2 separate regions of the Mus musculus genome follow, and region 2 is linked to region 1. A link is a contact called in public Hi-C data. All regions are on one chromosome and are shown on one strand. Each heading gives the region's core, a stretch centred on a gene start, on an enhancer-like site or on the middle of the called end of the contact. The rest is flanking DNA. Distances are from core to core; before and after follow the strand shown.

Region 1 (5,535 bases), core at 1,592-4,091:
AGTTCTGAAGAACACCCAAAGGACTCTGACTATAAACTGAACGCGGATGGAAGAGATATTGTTCGCGTAATACATTATTTTGAAGGAGTATAGAGAAGGGAGAAATGTAATTAAAATATGGCCTCAAAAATAAACAAAAGGAAAAAAGAGAGAAAAAGAGACATTCAAGCTCACTCGTTTCTTGCTGGCAACTGGATCCCAGTATTTACAAGCTGAGGCAGGGGGATGCTGAGTTTGAAGGCAGCCTTGGCTACACAGTGAGTCTTTGTCCTTCTCAAAGAACAAAACAAAACCAACAAAAAATCTTTGTGTTTTTTTTTTTATGAATTTTGATGGTATGTAAAAAAACATTTTTTTCCCTAACAGATTGAAGACTGTCTTGTAGGGACAGCCGGTGCATTTAAAACTTGACAGTAGGCCTTGAAATTTTCATTTACAAGGTATTGCAGGATCAGTCTTGCACCCCATAGACGCTCTGAAAACTTTCTCTGAGAGCATTGAGTCAAAAAAAGCTGAATCTTGGTTATTCGAGGATTTCACAAAGGTAAACAGGTTGGGCAGCAGAAAGCAAAGACTGTCAGACTGCTTTAGCTGTGAGGGAGGGTAACATTACATTTTTCCAAATGACTTTGCAGTGGAAAGATGCTTTAAGGTCTCTGAGAGTTCCTGAAGGATGCTTCTGCCAGTCACAGCACAGCCTGCACTTCTTGTAGTAACGTCTTAATTATTTTTTTTAAATGATTACTAAAAAAAGAATGCCAGCTTATTTAAAAATCTCACGTTCTATAGTCCTGGGCTTCACAATTCTGCAAGAGAGAACTGCTAAAATTTTTACTGTGCCAGGGAAGGTATTTGTATTACTTATGCAAATTATATATATATTTTACACTTGCACTTTATGTTTAAAAATTTAAATAACCTATAAGTCAGTCATGTTAAAAAATAAAAATCAGACATTGCTGTCCGCATGCATTCCCAGGCCATCTGCCATTCTGTTATCACTGTCAATGTGAGAATCTTTTCCTCCCCGTCCCTTAAGCTGAGATCCTCACAGTACATCTATCTGAATGTGTGAAATTCTATTAATTTTAGGGGAAAAAGTGATATCTTTTGGAAGGTCATTTAATTAATCATCCACCTGTTCACTTGGCAAGGGATTATAATTACAGATTACATTAGTCCGCCAGTGGCACCCAGGAAATGGAATCACAAATATGTGATAAACTGATAGATAGTGTCACTTTAGAATCCAGTATCCAGAGACCAGGATCTCAGCTATACTCGCACACTAGCTTGTTAAGAGGAAAACACATAAGCATGTGTGCACACATATACATGTGTTTGTATATGTGCCTAAGGTCAACATAACATGAATATACGGGCATGCATACACATACCAATGTCTAGGGTCTCCATGACACATAGAAGATGTGTTCGCATATGTACATACATCAATGCCTGGAGTCATCATAACAGATACACATACATGTGTTCACATGCATACACACACCAATGCCTAGGGTCTGTGTGACACATGCATATATGTGTATATGAGAGTGTGAGTGTGAACGCACACACATATCTGTGCTTGGGGGCTGTACAACTGAAAGTTTTAACATGTAGTTCAAGTTGGAAAATGGTACCTTACCTTACCCCTCCTAAAAGAAAAATTCGACCACATGGACATGCAAATTTCAGGTGTTAGACTGAGGAGTCTTAGTTCCTGGGAACCCTCTGAGTGAACCATATGGAGCCAGGGATCAATGCAAAAGCAAGGGGAATTTATTGTTCCAGTGTGTTGGGGTCGTCTTGCACCTGAAGGAGAGGTGGTGACCCCAGGCAGCCCGTTCAGCCAGTTTGTATACAGTTTTCAGGGGTAGAATAGAGCAACAGCCACTAAACACAATGTGGTTGGCAGAACGGTGTGACTTTTAAACTGATTGGTCCTTAGGGAGTGAAATAGCAAGGGCTTTCCTTATCTGTGGGTCCCCCCTGTGGTCTTTCTGAGGAGTATAATAAGCCTCTCCCTTCTGGAGGAGAGGGGTGCCTTGCGGAATTTTCCGAAGGTCCTGAGATGACTTTTCATAGGCAGGATCTCATGATTTCCTCAGAAATGGAAACCACTAAGGTAGGTGGGGAGTGGGGGTGGATGAGTGGGGGTGGGGGCGTTTACTAGTGTGATAATCTTTCCTAATCCTTAGTAAAGTGTTTTGACCGCGGAAATAGGAAATATGGTGGGACTTTTTAAAAGGGCTGATGGTCAGAGTCTAAGGACTCTAGCCAGCCTCCAACTACAGTGAAATCCCTGCTTGGTTCAAGGTGGGCCCAGCTGCAGCCCAGGCAGGTGCTCAGCAGAACTGCAGTAGTAAGCGGGCAGTGATAAGGAAAAGTGCATGAGGAACATTCCTGGGGAACAAGTATGTCTGAGACACACTAGATCATTCCCTGTCCTAAGAGACATAGCGCATGGTTCTCGTCAGCCTGTGCTCCAAGAGGCCTCGCAATTGAGAAGCGTGCTGAACTTTGTTTAAATTTTCTTTTTAAGCCTTGTCTTCCTTAAACATAAATGCCCGAGGATCTTGCTGAGACGAAGCAGGGATTTCACTGTAGCTGGAGGCTGGCTAGGGTCCATGCTTGTAGTGGAACGCCCCCTCTAGCAGGGTAAGATAAATAAGCCTGGAAAAAGAGTAAACAGAAAAGGACCCTTCCTCCTGCAGAGGGTGAGAAACTCAAAGAAAGGAGAACTGGAAGATCTGATGTGGGAGCCCAGACTTTACCTTAGAAGATGTGAGCAAGAATGAGGCCTTCTCAGGCGGAGGCGGTATGGATAGCCCAAACAGGAAGTGACTGTACACGGTTGCCTTCTGTGCAAATGCCTTCATCAGGACTGAGTCATGCCTTTTCAAGGAGATTCAGTGGGGCTACATTCCAGCTGTGGTTGTTACACTTGATGAAGTCTTTGGGTTTTGACCGCAAGCAGCGGGAAGGGGTCCTGCACTCCTCCTTTCCAAATCTTACTGGCTGGTCACCAGGGAAACCATTGAGAGTCTGGGTATGAATGGGGCCGGGACGCAAGAATGAAAGGTCCAAGACCAGGCTTTGATGACAATTCTGATGAGACCATGCTTTGTGGAACTGGGTGGTCATAGTAGAGACGGTAAACCAGGCTGTATCAGTTGCTTTTCTGACTGTTGTGACTGTACACCCATCAGCAAGTAAGTGAGGGGAAGAGGTTATTTTTGGTTTATGATTTGAGGCTAAGTCCAGCATGGCGGGGGGGGGGGGGGGGGGGTAACCATAGCAGCCAGAGCCTCGGTCCGGAAGCAGAGTTTGGTTTCTCCACTTCACACTTCTATTCATGGGATGGTCCCAAACCCATCTGGGGGTATCACCCACTGACACTGATGGTCAGTCTTTCTTTGTGGAAAACCTTCTCACAGATGCGCACCTAAGTTAGTTTCTTAGCTGGTTCCAAGTACAGTCGAGTAGCAGATGAGGATTAGCTATTACGGGTGCCAGATTTCAGATTTAATTTGCAGGTGGAAATGTACAGTTGTGGAGATCCTTGTGGGGTGCCAGCCTGAAAAACCGGGGGAATGGGATGCTGATGAAACAGAAGAAACGAATTGATCACTCACGGAATCAACGGGAGTTGATTTCAAAACACGCAACTTTTTTTTATTTTTTTATGTTTTTAAAGAATGTGTTAGAAAATATTTTGGTACATAAGAGTACTGACTGGTAATACTGGAATCTGCTGTCTGCCTCTTAGCCTTCTTAGCTGGTCCCTTATTGATTAACTTTAAGGAGACCCAGCATAATGAGTCTGCATATTTCCTATGCCATTCCTACATATAGAAATCGTGACAGTGTAAACAAAAATAAGGAGGAAGAAGAGTTGGAGGAGGGGGTGGAGAAGAAATAAGGGTGAAATATGGGTGATGGGAACAGCTTCTCTATCATACTGATTTCGTCATATGTGAAGTCCCATGATGTGGCAGATAAACATGGCTCCGGGCTGGAGGTATGACTTAAGATGTCCCACCTCTGGTTTCCGACACCCACAGGGACTCTTACAATGGGAATTCCAGTTTCAGAGGATCTGGTGCCCTCTTCTGCCCTCCCCAGGCACCAGACATGTACATGGTTTGTGAACATTCATGCAGACACTCCTAAAATAAAAATAAATAGATCTTTAAATGTGTTTCAAGTAGCTAGGGTGCTGAGTTCTATGAATATTGGAGGCAAGCTATACATCAGCGAATGTGCCCTAATACTGCGTAAGGAACACAGGCTTACTCAGTGTGATGGTTTTGCAGACGCCAGAGATTTTTTTTTTGCACCTTCCTGACCTTTAATTTCCTCATCTGCAAATTGACTGTGCTGGCTTAGCATCATTCCAAAGGTCTCTCTCGTTTTCCAGAGCCAGAGCCTGTAAGTCTAATCACGGGTCTTTCCAAATTCTCATTGCTTCCAGTATCCCTTTACGGCAATGGACAAGACTGAGGCAGTGTGCTGATGAAGCTTAGCAGCACTTATAGAGTGTGGCTCCTACTTGGGGGGGAGGCTTTTGTTTATGCTAATGAGGGAGCCGAGAAAGAGCAATAGCCGAAACAGGTGAGCAGTTTCTTTGCTGAATCAGGTAATAGTTTTTCAATACTGAGAGATTATTTCCTCGGCTTCTGCACACTGTTTGCAGTGCTGGCAGCCACTGGCGCGGGGGCACTTTTACGTTTAATCCGTGTTTTGCTGAAGCAATTTTTATTGAGGGTATTCTAGTCGAAAGCCGCTCTAATAGGTGTGATTGCAATTTAATACAAAGTGTGACTTCTTTTAATACAAAGAAACGGAGGTAACAGTCACTTTGTGCATGGAGAGACAAAACAGTTCATCTGATTTCCTTAAAGGAAGTGACAGTTTTCACAGGGCAGGGGTCGGGGGTCGGGGGCGGGGACCGGGGGTGGGGGCAGAAGGAAAGGCCATCTTTGCACACAGACATTCTTCCCAGGTGACGCTGACAACCTCCAGATAGAGATCCTTCTTTTCCTTTTCTTCCAGGGATTTTCTGGGAACGCGAACGCAGACAGCGTTGTGTACTATAGACTCCAGCCTTCAATCAAAGCCAGGTTCCTACGCTTCATTCCTCTAGAATGGAACCCCAAGGGCAGAATCGGGATGCGCATTGAGGTGTTCGGGTGTGCATACCGTAAGTGTTTTGTTTACCAAACGTGTTGAAATAGACATCAAAGGAGGTGCTTGAAAAGCCAGACTGTACAACGGAAGTCAACTTTGTAGGTATGAAGAAAGACATGAGACAGGAATGACTCCAGTGGAAGGCCGTTCTCGTGACCACATCTGCTAATATTTATTGGAGTGTTCGACTTTTACATTTTAATTCAGGGATGAAGCACGTGTGCTTTCTCTTCTTTCATTGTGTGTGTGTGTGTACGTTACAAAGCTATCATTACTAAATAGTCTGAGTATTTGAATATTGCATCTCCTCCAGTGGTTATATTTGACTCCATGTTAATACTC
Region 2 (5,535 bases), core at 2,127-4,626, 250 kb after region 1:
CAGTAAACTCTCAATTATGTTTCCAAAGGACTGTGTTAGGCAGCTGCCTCGGACCACTTTCAAGTCCAAAATCTCTGCCTTCTCCACCAAGCCGCAGTATCGATTTCTGCCAAAGGCTCTGGTCTGCGTGTGTTCCAGCCGCTGACACCTTTGCAATCATTGTGCATTCGGGTCATAGGCTCGGGAGGTGTTGTCTGATTGACAGCCCTTTATAAATCTTTTATTTGCTTGTTTCTGTCAGGGCACAATTCAATCTCAGAATTCTTTCTGGTGACTTTGCAAGCAGGACTAACAATATCCCCGAAAGGGAGATGTGATTTTTGCCATAACTCAAACAGATTCTCCAGTCTCTGGGCTAAGTGTCAGAGCCAAGATCTGATTATAAATTATTTTTTACAGTGTGAGGAAGAAAGAGACTCTTGGTCTTGGCTTTGGTTCTTTGCTAAATTGTACAGGCTGAGTGAAGGAGGCTTGAGTGTGAGTGGGGTTTCTCTGCCTTGCTTTAGTGACAGGTGGGTGACCAGTATCTATATCTTCCCCGATTTCTTTCTCCTCTTGAGGCAATCACAAATCACAAGGGCATTGCTATCATCAACTTGTTCATACTGGTTTTTAAGATGACCAGGTGCATCCAAGTGAGAAGATGATGCATGTTGGTTAATTCAATGCCTTTCACAAGTTATGCTAAAGTGACCTGGAGATGTCCCACATGAGCGCAAACTGTTCTTGAGTGGCAGAAAAAAACAAAACAAAAACAAAACACAAACTGGGTCTATTCAGATCTCTGTTCTCTTCTACCTGCCACCATTTGGTGCATTTTTAAAAATACTTTCTATGGCACATTTTATGTTATGGATGGATTGACTGTATGAATTACAAATGGTTTGTTATCAGCACCAAAAAGTCGCCTGTTCTGCTTTTTGGCTTGACAAGTGCTACTGGAAAGAAATGGTTGGGGTGGTTCTCATGAGTTGGTTTTCATTCTCAGTTATTGTGACATACACTGCAGTGAACACAGGGTGCCGATGCCTCTGCCACCCTGAGATAATTTCCATTAACTACAGAACCAAATGTAGAATTGTTGGGTCATAGAGTAGTTCTATTTATAATTCCTTGATGAACATACATACTGCCTTCCTTAATAGCTACAGTAACTAGTATTCCAATACATCAAATCCCACATTATATGCAATAAGTACATATAAATAATTCATCACATGCCGATTTATAAAAAACATTTAGTGGGGATCAATAATTTACTTCAATCGGCACAGCTAGTTAGAATATTAGTACTCTTTCATACCTGTGGCAACTTTATTATTTTGTATGTTCTTCCATGCAGTCTTGGGGAATTGTAAAGGCTGTCATTTGGCATTTAATCAAAACCAGTTGAGACTGGTAGCAGCACGTGGCTGTGGAATATTGACGTTCAAACATATGGGAGCATGATTCTCCATCCATCCCAATTATGCTCACAGGAAAAGATTAACACTAGAGGTTGCTCTCTCAGGACACACTCTTTAGATCAGAGCTAGCCATAGTCTATTCTGTCTATTCGGATATTCCAGTGTCTTCCTAGTTTCACCTCCTGATTTGGGGGGGGGTGTTATTCTTCTGCCTTCCACGTGGGTCATGGAAGACTATGTGTAAACAGCTAATGAAGCCAAAGGTTGAAGTATTGTTTCTTGGCCACTTTTTAGTGGCCTGGATTCTTGCATTGAGTGCTGAGTAAGCAAATCTCACACTGATTTAACATTGAAATGATTACTTTTAAACTCAGAACTAGTCTGAACTCAGCCTCCCTGTACATAATACTATATACCCTGTCGGATCTCTTATGATTGGAGTTGTACTTGTCTGTGATAAATCATATACAGTTAGTTTGAGAAGCTTTTTTAGGACATCAGGGATCATAACCAAACATTTAGGTTTTATCTTTCCAGTTGCAAGGTTATATCACATAAGTGTTATTAATGACTCACTGTGTGTGTGTGTGTGTGTGTATGTGTCACTGTATGCCAAGTAAATCTTACTTAAAGCCATTGAAAAATAAACATCTCACTTGAATTATTACTAAACCAATCCTTAGTCTTACTTCTGTTTTAGAAAGATCACCCCAACTTAGCCAGCACTAGGCTTTGACTAATTGCCAACATAGTAAATAGGACCATTTATATGTACAGCATCTGGGAGCCCAACCCATAGGATACTTTCCCACACAACAGATATGGTTTTGAATTCTGGCAAGGGCATCAGACAAGTTAGTCAGGAAGACTTCCAACTTGTAGAATTGTGGTAGGCACCTACCTTTGTTCTGGCTATGTGTATAACTTGCATGCATCAGCCCAGCCCTGGATTTAATATAAACAATCTAAATGAACTGGGATAGGATGCCGAGGTTGAGGTCATTTCCAGATCTGTAATCAGTGCACAGCAGAACCCTTTTGGACCCTCATTTATCTTTCAGTTAGTATAGTGGATCAGTCGATATTTGCAAAGAATTCTGGTCAGGGTCAAACGTCTTCAGGGATCCCTGAGGAGGGAGGAATAAATTACAGGGCCACAGTTACCCTTTCATATAATATCTAAAAGGCCATTATGTGCAAAGATTCTCTCTGAAATCTAATTCTTGCCCCAGCCAAGTCAATTTAGGAAAAGTGGACCTGTAGCAGCCAGCTCTGTAATGCTGCCCAAACAGATAAAAGCTTGTGGTTTTGTGTCTGGCCCAGACTGTGTTTGCTGCCTCTATAGAAACAGATGTTTTCCTGTGTGAAACAGCTACTTGTCCACTGACCAAGCTTGCACAAGCTGATAATGGACATGTATGTCTATAATGTTGGGAGGGGGTGGCTGTTACAATGAATCTTCAGCAAGCAGTGTCTAAGATGGTCTCTGATGATCTTTTCTGCCACGCACAAGCCACTTGTCAACACAGACTGGCGTAGTCATTTGCATCAAAATAAGAAAATATGGCAGAGACCAAAATTGGTTGTCTGCTCTGTAATTACTTGACACAGAACACTAACTTCCATATTAGTAACTGATTCTTTCCCAGCTGGCTATGGCCAAACAATTTTTGTCGTTGGAGAGGTCTCCATCACAAGGAACGGAGGACCACATTTAGCAGCTCTCTAGTAACTTGAGGCTCTCAGCTCAGCATCTGAAAGGGAATGAGATGCAAACAGTGACATCATGAATGAGCTCAAAAGTCTTTGTCTAGGTTAGACATCATGGGAGAATCACAGTATCAGAGGAAAAGTTGATTATAGCCATGTGGGAAGCCCTGGGTGGGGAGAGGGTCCAATTTAGCTGAACCCAGATTCCTAACTCATAAAAACCATAACCGCACAAATGAGTGTTTCTTTAGTCATCAAATGAGTCATTAGTTGTTTGGATGCAGTCTCCAGTTACAGCATGAGCACAAAGGACATGTATTCTGACTGTGTCCTCCACTCAGGTCTTATTTTTTTCTTCGACTTGGAAAATAAACACATTCCCTGAGAAGGTTGTGTTTTGGGGTAAATAGTACAAAATTGTTTCCTAGGTAAGGGTGGAAAAAAAGCATTATGGAATAACCCAGGTCAAGAGCTAAGGTTGGCCCCACCTGATGAAACCATTTAATGTGGCCTGCAACTGTGCATTTAAATTATACCTTTCAAACCAGATGGGATCAAACAAAGATAGGGTTTTGCCCCATGTGAGTTGAGGTATAGAATCTATAGGGAGAAGATAGACTGTGAGTTAAATGGGCAAGGTTAATTCACCATGGTAGTGAGCCACATGGAAAGACTGATACAAACAAGAGCTTTCAGTTCAACTGCAATGTAAGTTGGACCCTTCTGGGACATTGCACCCATTACTTGAGGTTTATAATTAAAAACATATATTTTACAGGATTAGCAATTTTGAAATGCCAGATGAACAGGGAGTAGTCAACTCAGAGGGAAAAATATTTAAAGTTAGTTTGTTTTGGAGAGAGTGGGCGATGAAGACTTTGTGAAGTGAGTTTAAAAAAAATCCAACCAACAGACAAAGATACCTAAGAAAACAAACTTCCCTTTCCAATTCTGTTGGTGTGAATAAGAAATGTCCTCTATAGGGTCTTGTGTTTGTACACTTGGTCCCTGGCTGCTGGAGATGTTTGGAGACGTTATAGAACCTTTAAGAAGTATCTATCTGGAAAAAGTATATCACTAGGGCTGGCTTTAAAGTTGTATAACCAGGCAGGCCTCACTTCTTGTAAGCTTCTTGTTGGCTTCCTGTATGTGCTAGGAATGTGATCAGCTAGGTTCCTGCTCCTGCTTTCATGCCTGCCTGGTGCCATGTCTCCTCCATCCTGATGGACTACACCTCCTATGTAACTATATAAGCTAAAATAAATCCCCTCTTCCCTAACTTGCATTTAGGTTAAGATAGTTTATCATAACAACAACAACAAAAATACTAACACACTATGTACATATATTCTGTGCTTGTCAATTCCCCGAAGAATCATATAATAGTATCAACCAGTTAGTATAAAAATAAATACAGCTTTCCAAAATAAAAGCATAAGTGTTTTGAAGAAGTCTTATTGCTCAGTATGGGTACATCAAAAGTCAGAAACACCAGTCACTCGCTTCATCTCCCATCCTTGGGTTAGTTTTGTATTTACACATAAGTAAATGGAATTTGCAAATTTTAAAGATATTGAGTGTGGAAATTTTTAATCATTTTGCAAAAGGAAAAAAAAACATGGCAAAGTGGAATATATAACCTTTACTACATACATAAAATGCGTATACTATACAGTCACAAACAGAGAGACTACCTTTAGATAAAGTCCCTTCCCAGGTTCATGTCCAGATCCCCCTAGACAAAGGAAGGATGTAAACACACCTAGTGGAGTGATGAAAGTTGTAGCCATGTCCATTCCCAGTTGGTTAACATTATATGACTGTAAGCTTAAGTTATCAGTTCAGGTGGAAAGTGAGCAGAGAGTTTGGTGTCTGTTTGTCTTCATAATTGAAATAGAAATTTGCGTGAGCCAGGGCCACAAGGCTCTATTTTGTGATTCTTGATGGAATAAAAATATGCATATGCTATCATTAGGAAACATCTAAGACCATTTGGAACATTTCTTGAAGTCTTAGCTTTGCAATACACATTAGCAGAGGCTTTAATTGAGTGGAATGGTACCTTTAGATCTGAGGCAATTAGTCCTATCTCCCCAAGTTCTCTAAATTCTGTTTCTCCATTAACCTGGAGATGAGATGAACCAGAGACACGGTCTTCTGCCACCACCATGGGACCTTTTTACCTGAAACACTGCTTTCCACTAGTGTCACTGCATCTTAATGAGGGCTTGGAACATGAAACAAGATGAAGCCTACGTGCTGTAGTATGGGTGTGTTGAAAGGGTGAGGAGTTTTTCATCAGATCTGTTTTGAGAGCCTCACCGGGGGCTGCTTCTGATACAGGAATGATGTCGTTTCCCATGAGCACCTGCTTATGGTGCATCTCTCTCTAGGACTCGGCTGTGCAGAGGTCAGTGTG

Evidence for each region. A called contact is a pair of places that touch in the nucleus more often than the background predicts.
Region 2: a contact with region 1 is called in a Hi-C map of the C2C12 cell line, with 4 times the contacts expected there. The contact joins two enhancer-like sites. A contact is called at or near these places in 3 of 484 Hi-C or Micro-C datasets (the C2C12 cell line and cerebral cortex).

Annotation. Positions count from the first base shown.
Region 1 is chr8:112,728,355-112,733,889 of GRCm38.p6, forward strand. Cntnap4 (contactin associated protein-like 4) reads left to right here. Exons shown (of 24, transcript NM_130457.2): 4 at 5,059-5,206. Among named protein-coding and RNA genes, the nearest start is that of Cntnap4, 160 kb to the left of the region's middle. Within about 2 kb of position 2,842, at least 13 of the 459 cell types and tissues checked have an H3K27ac peak or open chromatin away from gene starts, as enhancers often do. A contact at or near this core is called in the C2C12 cell line, where this site is marked.
Region 2 is chr8:112,973,180-112,978,714 of GRCm38.p6, forward strand. No RefSeq gene overlaps it. Among named protein-coding and RNA genes, the nearest start is that of Gm45904, 54 kb to the left of the region's middle. Within about 2 kb of position 3,377, at least 14 of the 459 cell types and tissues checked have an H3K27ac peak or open chromatin away from gene starts, as enhancers often do. A contact at or near this core is called in the C2C12 cell line, where this site is marked.